Regions from separate parts of the Zea mays genome. Here region 2 is linked to region 1. The links are chromatin contacts, called in public Hi-C maps. All regions are on one chromosome and are shown on one strand. The core of a region is the stretch at or near the end of the contact, and the rest is flanking DNA. Distances in the headings are between cores, read along the strand shown. Region 1 holds the start of LOC100279210 (Forkhead-associated (FHA) domain-containing protein). Region 2 holds the start of LOC100216710.

Region 1 (4,941 bases), core at 96-2,595:
CTATTCGCCCTTACGCACTCCTCGAAGGCCCAGGCATATTAGCTAAAGTTTAGCACTACACTTTTAGCTAAACTTTAGCACTTGGAGACCCAAACTGAAGTGCTAAACTTTAACATCCAATAGCAGTTTAGCACATGCGACCTAAACAGACCCTAAATCAAACATGTCAGTACCAAAACACTTCTCTAATGTATCAAATAGGGACATCAATAACTGCTCAACCTTTTGATGTATCTAATTATTAAATGCAACTACAGGAGAATAATTGTTTCAGAAGTAACCATGTCATTCTTAATAATGAGTTTCAATGCACTGTTTTCAATGCTGCCACATCAGATTTAAACTAGGTAACCGTGTATGCAGAGTTTCATCCTCGTGAAACTCTACCATCTCCCATAAAACTCTCTATATCTCCCCTCTTAAATGAATTGTCATGTCACCAAGTATGATGATGTGTCACCGTATTTAATGAGTATGAAACTCCCATTGAGAATGGCCTAACCCGTTCCTGAAAGTTACAAGCTGGAAAAATAGCATGAAATGTGGTAGGAATGGGACAGACAGGATAAGTTGATCATTTCAGTGAACTGAATCGACCTCAGGTGTTAAAGTTGTGTTCCTACGTTGTTCACTTCTACAAACATGAATTCAGGTATGTTGCCAACTTGCCACATTGTTGAACAAGGATCTTAAATCCTCTGTACGGAAGCTCAAGACACTAAATCCAGTAGCTAGGCTACTGAGTAACATAAATCAGACCCGGGATTTAGCAGCACTGCAGCAAGCAACGACGCAAATTTATCAATTACAGAGCGCGAATAACGCGAACCAACAGGACACTCGTATAAGGCAGCGGTTCAGCAACCCAGGTGCCCCCGCGTAAAACAGAAGCCCAAATAATCTACAGGAAATCTTCACTTAGATGAGTGTTGCGGGCGGAGGGGACGATCGTATTCTCAAATTTTCGCCGAGCAATCAAATCCAAAGCCACACAAGCGACGGGGCGGCAATGCGAACCCAAAATTCAGCAATACTGAAATCAGACGAACCACGAATCGAACGCGATGGAGACGACGATAGCGGACTATCCTGGGACGGTGGCGCTCGGCCCAGGGAAGGCGGCCGCCGGCCGGAGCGGGGCGGGAAGTTAGTGGAACACAGGACCAAAATTCTGCGCCGGCAGGAGCAGCGCGTGAGGGCGTAGCGTTCCTGCGTAGTTCGCGGGGTTTTCGAGAGGGGGGGGAGGGATGATGATCGGGTCTAGGCAGGGCGGGTTAGATTACCTCGATGGCGAGGAGGACGTCGTCCTCCACGGTCCATCCCGCCACGCCCGAGGCGGCTACCAGTCAGCGACCTACTCACAATAGGTATTGATTCAACTAAGAACTAGTAGTAGTTACAGCAGAGGAAGCAGAAATGGATGAGGAAGACAGCAGTATAGAACTGTCGGGGACCATAATTAGGGGTACCCTCAAGACTACTAATTCTCAGCTGGTAACCCCCATCAGCATAAAGCTGCAAAGGCCTGATGGGTGCGATTAAGTCAGGGATCAGTCCATTCGAGCGACTCGATCACGCCTCGCTCGAGCCTAGCCTCGGACAAGGGCAGCCGACTCCGGAGGATTTCCGTCTCGCCCGAGGCCCCCCTCCAACGGCGAACATATTTCCGGCTCGCCCGAGGCCCTGCCTTCGCTAAGAAGCAACCTTGACTAAATCACCGCACCGACCGACCAAGTCGCAGAAGCATTTAATGCAAAGGTAGCCTGACACCTTTATCCTGACGCGCGCCCCCCGGCAGAGCCGAAGTGACCGCCGTCACTTCGCCGCTCCATTGACCGGCCTGACAGAAGGACAGCGCCGCCTGCGCCACTCCGACTGCAGTACCACTTGACAGAGTGAGACTGACAGGCAGTCAGGCCCTGCCAAAGGCACCATAGGAAGCTCCGCTCCGCCCGACCCAGGGCTCGGACTCGGGCTAAGTCCCGGAAGACGGCGAACTCCGCTCCGCCCGACCCAGGGCTCGGACTCGGGCTAAGTCCCGGAAGACGGCGAACTCCGCTCCGCCCGACCCAGGGCTCGGACTCGGGCTCAGCCCCAGAAGACGACGAACTCCGCTTCGCCCGACCCCAGGGCTCGGACTCCGCCCTAGCCTCTGCCGACGACCTCCGCCTCGCCCGACCCAGGGGCTCGGACTCGGCCTCGGCCATGGAAGACAGACTCGACCTCGGCTTCGGAGGAGCCTCCACATCGCCTAACCTAGGGCGCAGGCCAGCCACGTCAACAGGAAGCGCCATCATCACCCTACCCCGAGCTGACTCGGGCCGCAGGGAACAAGACCGGTGTCCCATCTGGCTAGCTCCGCCAGATAGGCAATGATGGCGCCCCGCATGCTCTGTGACGACGGCGGCTCTCAGCCCCCTTACGGAAGCAAGAGGACGTCAGCAAGGACTCAACCGCTCCGACAGCTGTCCCTCCGCCAGGCTCCATCGCTCCTACGACGGCCACGACATCACACCAGCTGGGTGTCAAAATCTCTCCAGCTGCCACATCGGCATGTACTTAGGGCGCTAGCTCTCCCCCGCTAGACACGTAGCACTCTGCTACACCCCCCGTTGTACACCTGGATCCTCTCCTTACGCCTATAAAAGGAAGGACCAGGGCCCTCTTAGAGGAGGTTGACCGCGCGGGGACGAGGACGAGACAGGCGCTCGCTCGGAGCCGCTCGCTTCCCTCACCCGCGTGGACGCTTGTAACCCCCTACTGCAAGCGCACCCGACCTGGGCGCGGGACAAACACGAAGGCCGCAGGATTCTCACCTCTCTCACGTCGGTCTCCGGCTGCCTCGCTTCTCCCCCCTTCGCGCTCGCCCTCGCGCTCGACCCATCTGGGCTCGGGCACGCGGCGACACTCACTCGTCGGCCCAAGGGACCCCCCCAGTCTCGAAACGCCGACAGTTGGCGCGCCAGGTAGGGGCCTGCTGCGTGTTGACGAACAGCTTCCCGTCAAGCTCCAGATGGGCAGTCTCCATCAACCTCTCCAACCCGGGACGGTGCTCCGTTTCGGGAGTCTTGAGTTCATGTCCTTCGACGGCAGCTACGACATGATACTCCTTCCACCGCCGTGCGACAACGACAATGGCGGCCGACAGCCCGCCCGCCAGCGGCGGAATCGACGACGTCTTCCCCGCGTGGCGGAAGAACAATCTTCGAGCTCGTCCCGCCTTCTTCCCCGTCGACGGAGGGGAAGGCAGGGCAACCAAGGCCAAGCAGGAGGCAACGCCTCGTCGGCTGTCGAGCGAGTCGACAGCGCCGACACCCCAACGAGGGGCGCACCGGGTATCGACTTCGCGCCTGAGACGAAGACGAGCGCCGTCTCCCCGCGACACGCCAATCCCGAGCAAGTGGACGACGCCAGCGCGCTTGCGAAAAGCTTGCAGGACGTCGCCCTCGTACCTGAGACGACGGTGCAGTCAGTCCCCGACGTGACTTCATCGCCGCTCGTCGACCAAAAGGTACCGACCGATTCCCATCCTACGTCATTTGGATTCAGCCTCAACCCGCCTAGCGACCTCGCTTTGGCGGACGCTCTCGTAGAGGCGAGTCCAAACCCTCTGGGGTTTCGCATGCGGTCGCCTTGGGACCGGTTGACGGACGTCTCGACCTACGGGCCCTCTGGGTCCGAGGAAGACGACGACCCCAGCATCTGTTGGGATTTCTCTGGACTTGGCAACCCTAGTGCCATGCGGGACTTCATGACCGCATGTGACTACTGCCTCTCCGACTGTTCCGACGGTAGCCGCAGCCTCGATGACGAGGACTGCGGCCCAAGCCGCGAATGTTTCCACGTCGATCTAGGGGGTCCCTCCGAAGGCAATCATCTCGGCATGCCGGAGGATGGTGATCTCCCTAGGCCGGTGCCCCGCGTTGACATCCCACGGGAGCTAGCTGTGGTCCCCGTTCAGGTGGGGGGCCATGACCCACAGCTCGAGCAAATCCGCGGGGTGCAGGCCAGGCTCGACGAGGGAGCAGGAGCGCTTGAGCCGATCCGCAGGGACGTCGGGCAGGCATGGGCGGGCCAACCCCCGGCCGGAGAAATACGTCACCTGCCCCAGGGCTTCCAGCACCGCGTCGCCGATGACGTCGGGGTCAGGCCACCACCCGCATCCAGTGGGGTCGGTCAGAACCTGGCTGCAGCAGCGATGCTTCTCCGCGCGATGCCGGAGCCATCAACCACCGAGGGTCGGCGAATCCAGGGGGAGCTCAAGAATCTCCTGGAAGGCGCTGCGGTCCGACGGGCCGAGAGCTCTGCCTCCCGAAGGCAGGGATACCCCTCGGAACCTCATGCCGCGACTTCCCGATTCATGCGGGAAGCCTCGGTCTACACCGGGCGCACGCGCAACACCGCGCCTGCGGCCCCGGGCCGCCTCGGCAACGAGCACCATCATCGCGACCGTCGGGCCCACCTCGATGAGAGGGTGCGCCGAGGCTATCACCCCAGGCGTGGGGGACGCTACGACAGCGGGGAGGATCGGAGTCCCTCGCCCGAGCCACCCGGTCCGCAGGCCTTCAGTCGGGCCATCCGACGGGCACCGTTCCCGACCCGGTTCCGACCCCCGACTACTATCACAAAGTACTCAGGGGAGACGAGACCGGAACTGTGGCTCGCGGACTACCGTCTGGCCTGCCAACTGGGTGGAACGGACGACGACAACCTCATTATCCGCAACCTCCCCCTGTTCCTCTCCGACACCGCTCGCGCCTGGTTGGAGCACCTGCCTCCGGGGCAGATCTCCAACTGGGACGACCTGGTCCAAGCCTTCGCCGGCAATTTCCAGGGCACGTACGTGCGCCTCGGGAATTCCTGGGACCTCCGAAGCTGCCGGCAGCAGCCGGGAGAGTCTCTCCGGGACTACATCCAGCGATTTTCGAAGCAGCGCACCGA
Region 2 (4,568 bases), core at 1,536-4,035, 130 kb after region 1:
GAAACGTAACCGAGAAAGGCCGGTCCCCTTGCAAAAAAGTGCGACAAAAGCCTCCAAGCGAGTACCAACACTCCCTTCGAGGCTCGGGGGCTACTGTCGGGGACCATAATTAGGGGTACCCCCAAGACTCCTAATCTCAGCTGGTAACCCCCATCAGCACAAAGCTGCAAAGGCCTGATGGGTGCGATTAAGTCAAGGCTCGGTCCACTCAAGGGACACGATCTTGCCTCACCCGAGCTCAGCCTCGAGCAAGGGCAGCCGACCCCGGAGGATTCACTTCTCGCCCGAGGGCCCCCTCAAGCAACGGATACACCTTCGGCTCGCCCGAGGCCCAGTCTTCGCCAAGAAGCAACCTTGGCCAGATCGCCACACCGACCGACCGTATCGCAGAAGCATTTAATGCGAGGATGGCCTGACACCTTATCCTGACGCGCGCCCTTCAGTCGACAGAGCCGAAGTGACCGCAGTCACTTCGCCGCTCCACTGACCGGCCTGACAAGAGGACAGCGCCGCCTGCGTCGCTCCGACTGCTGTGCCACTCGACAGAGTGAGGCTGACAGCAGCCAAGTCCGGCTTCGGGCGTCATAGGAAGCTCTGCCTCGCCCGACCCCAGGGCTCGGCCCCCGGATTCGGCCTCGGCTCCGGAAGACGACGAACTCCGCCTCGCCCGACCTAGGGCTCGGACTCGGCCTTGACTCCGGAAGACGACGAACTCCGCCTCGCCCGACCCAGGGCTCGGACTCAGCCTCGGCTCCGGAAGACGACGAACTCTGCCTCGCCGACCCCAGGGCTCGGACTTAGCCTTGGCTCCGGAAGACGACGAACTCCGCCTCGCCCGACCCCAGGGCTCGGACTCAGCCTTGGCCTCAGACGATGGTCTCCGCCTCGCCCGACCCGGGGCTCGGACTCGACCTTGACCTCGGAAGACAGACTCGACCTCGACCTCGGAGGAGCCTCCGCCTTGCCCGACCCATGGCTCGGACCGACCACGTCACAGGGGGGCATCATTACCCTACCCCTAGCTAGCTCAGGCTACGGGGAACAAGACCGGCGTCCCATCTGGCTCGCCCCGGTAAATAAATAATGATGGCGCCCCGCGTGCTCCGTGACGACGGCGGCTCTTTGCCCTTTACGGAAGCAAGGAGACGTCAGCAAGGACTCGACAGCCCCGACAGCTGTCCTTCCGCAAGGCTCCAGCGCTCCTCCGACGGTCATGACATCACATGAACAGGGTGCCAAAACCTCTCCGGCTGCCACGACGGCATGTACTTAGGGCGCTAGCTCCTCTCTGCTAGACACGTTAGCACACTGCTACACCCCCCATTGTACACCTGGACCCCCTCCTTACGCCTATAAAAGGAAGGTCCAGGGCTCTCTTACGAGGAGGTTGGCCACGCGGGGAACGGGACGACGCGCAAAGTCTCTCGCTCTCTCCCACGCGGACGCTTGTAACCCCCCTACTGCAAGCGCACCCGACCTGGGCGCAGGGCAACACGAAGGCCGCAGGTTTCCCCTTTTGCCTGTCTCTTCTCTTTTGCCTCCCTTCGTGCTCCGTCTCGCGCCGACCCATCTGGGCTGGGACACGTAGCGACAATTTACTCGTCGGTCAAGGACCCCCCGGGGTCGAAACGCAGACAATATGTCACATCACAACTTTAAATAACATCACAAAGCATTTAGGAGAAATGGATTTTACAAGGATGAAAACCATATGTCAATATATTTTGAAGACCATATGTCAATATGTTTTGAAGGTCTTGAAAACCGTGTAAAACCAAATATTTTACTAATTTATGTATGACTATTTAGTTACACTATAAAATAGGGAGTAAAATTTTACTTATTATGTCGCTTTAGTTTTATATTTTTATGTTACGGTGTAAGAAAGTATGTTATGAAATTTTTAATAAAGCCTGTTTGGTTTGGGTGACTAAAGTTTATTAACTTTAGTCACTTTTAGTCCCTAAAGAAGCAAACATGGTGACTAAAGTTCGGTGACTAAACTTAAATTCTTTAGTCAACAAGAAGTGACTAAAAGGGACTAAAGTAGGATTTTTACCTCATTTGCGCTCTACTATTTCTTAGTGCAGCATACATCCACTAACTAATAGAGGTAATGCAGTCATTATTCGCACCAATTAATGATTTTTAGTCAACTTTAGTAACCGAAACCAAACTTTTTAAGAAATCAATTTTTATTTTTTAGGTAGGAGAGACTAGCTTTTCGGTTTTAATGAACAATGAATTCAATTTATATAAACTAAACCATAAATTAGTATGTTTAGGACTACATCAATTTTTATAAACTAATTTTTTAAAAACCGGGTGGTTTCAAATAGGTCCTAAAAGAACCGAACAAGACCTAAGTATATTTAGCCTAAATGTAATCAGTAGCAATAAAGGAGGCGTTTGGATTTCCATCCGAAAAAAGTAACTTTTTTTTTATCAAGAACCCTCTCTGCTCTGGCGACCCGCGACCTATGCATCCACCACTGACCACCCCTCTCGTCTCCTGCATTGATGACCCGCAGTCTCCGCACCGCTTCTAGTACTAGGGTGCGTGCATCGTCCGTCCATCGAGGGAGGGAGACACGCAGACGGCCACAGCGGCTGCCACTCGGCTGGCGCTCACACCGGATCCGGGCCCCACTACCCACCTCCTGTCCAGCCCGGTCTCCACAGCAGTGCCCACCACCGCCTGCAGTCTGCAGAGATCCCCCACTGATTCGCTCGCCGTCCCTCCGCTGCGCTGCTATATAGGACCGTGCCGCCGCGTGCGCTCGTGGACTGTGGTGTGCCTTGTGCGACAGTCGCCAGCCTGCCCCGCCTGCCGGCCCGGCCGCCCGCCTGCCCGCGGCACTGAGAAGACGAAGCTCCGGGCTCCGGGACGCCGAGCAGAGGGGAAAGGATGGAGGACAAGGCGTCCAACCTAGACGCCGTGCTCAAGGAGGCCGTCGATCTCGTACGCGCCACTCTCTGATCCCTCCTCCCTTCCTCCTTCCCCGTTTTGCCTTCTTCTGCTCTCGCGGTTGCTTCTCGGGCTCAGTGCCGCCGCCCGCTGCTGCTCTGCTAGGTGCTCCCTGCTCCGTTCTTGCATCCCTCGTTTCGCGGATTTCGTTTTCGCTTGCGGAGTGCGGATGGATGGAGTTTTTCTTTTTGGGTGCCTGGCGCTGGCGGTGAACTAGTACTACTGGCTTCTCTTCCCGTTCGTGCTCCCCGCTCGATCTCGGCGGGGCTCCGTGATCTACTCGGCGGCCGCGATTCGCTCCCGGTTGCCCCCCCGTCCACGAGGCGTTTCGGCGCTTGATCTCGCTGCGGTAGTGCGGTTACGTTCGACCCAGGTTCTTCTTCCCAGTTGCTCGGCTGTTACTTTTGTGGTCTCTTTCTTTCTTTCTTTCTTTCTTTTTACCGTCATGTCTGCCTTTTGTTTTGTGTGCGTGTGGTTTTCCGCCGCTTCAACGCACCAATTCTTGATCTTCTTTTACGCGGGTCTCCCGATAACACTAAACTCGGGTGGTTCTTGTCTGTTGCTTCACCACTTTGCTGCGGTGCTGTTTTGCGCCTGCGCAGGAGAACATACCGATCGAGGAGGTGTTCGAGAACCTCCGATGCAGCCCGCAGGGTCTCACCACGGAGCAGGCGGAGCAGCGCCTCGCCATCTTCGGGCCCAACAAGCTGGAGGAGAAGCAGGTGAAGGGACCCGCCGCCTTGGCTTCCATGCGTTTCTGTTCCTGGTGCTCCGTCTCGCACCAAGCTTACATGATGGATGTGTGCGTGTGTCTATGTGTCTGCAGGAGAGCAAGTTCCTCAAGTTCTTGGGCTTCATGTGGAACCCGCTGTCCTGGGTCATGGAGGCGGCCGCCATCATGGCCATCGCGCTCGCGAATGGGGGAGTAAGTTCTGCCGCTTCTTTTTTTCCACACCGTGTGGACATGGCCTTCAGCCCTCAGAGCGGGCGTTCTGGAGACTGGCGTCAGAGGTTTTCATGTTTGTTTCTGCTGATTTTTGTCTTCAGAACAAGCCGCCCGACTGGCAGGACTTCGTGGGGATCATCACTCTGCTCATTATCAACTCCACAATCAGCTTCATTGAGGAGAACAATGCGGGCAATGCCGCTGCTGCTCTCATGGCACGCCTCGCCCCCAAGGCCAAGGTACTGACAGGATCCTGTTTTGCTGTGTGGTTGCGAAGTTGTGTTGTTTGCCTGGAGGCTATATACTGATTTCGGTTTTGCCGTGATAAAGGTTCTCAGAAATGGCCGGTGGACCGAGGAGGAATCGGCTATCCTTGTGCCAGGAGACATCATCAGTGTGAAGCTTGGGGACATCATTCCAGCTGATGCTCGTCTGCTTGAAGGGGATCCACTGAAAATCGATCAGGTAATGCAAATTGAAGCGTTCCTCTCTATGTGGATTTTTTTGGGTTGATATTAAATTGTGCTTCTCCTGACTTCTGAGTTGCTCGCAGTCTGCACTCACCGGCGAATCCCTTCCAGTCACCAAAGGCCCTGGTGATGGAGTGTATTCTGGCTCCACTTGCAAACAGGGTGAGATTGAGGCCGTTGTCAT

What was found. A called contact is a pair of places that touch in the nucleus more often than the background predicts.
Region 2: a Hi-C map of leaf shows a contact between it and region 1, with 5 times the contacts expected there. The contact joins the promoter of LOC100216710 here to the promoter of LOC100279210 in region 1. A contact is called at or near these places in 5 of 25 Hi-C or Micro-C datasets (bundle sheath, ear, endosperm and 2 more).

Annotation. Positions count from the first base shown.
Region 1 is chr7:14,641,897-14,646,837 of Zm-B73-REFERENCE-NAM-5.0, forward strand. LOC100279210 (Forkhead-associated (FHA) domain-containing protein) reads right to left here and starts at 1,346. Exons shown (of 15, transcript NM_001350279.1): 1 at 1,284-1,346.
Region 2 is chr7:14,773,732-14,778,299 of Zm-B73-REFERENCE-NAM-5.0, forward strand. LOC100216710 reads left to right here and starts at 2,786. Exons shown (of 21, transcript NM_001359483.1): 1 at 2,786-2,962; 2 at 3,571-3,690; 3 at 3,795-3,893; 4 at 4,016-4,153; 5 at 4,245-4,379; 6 at 4,468-4,568. The coding sequence starts at 2,909.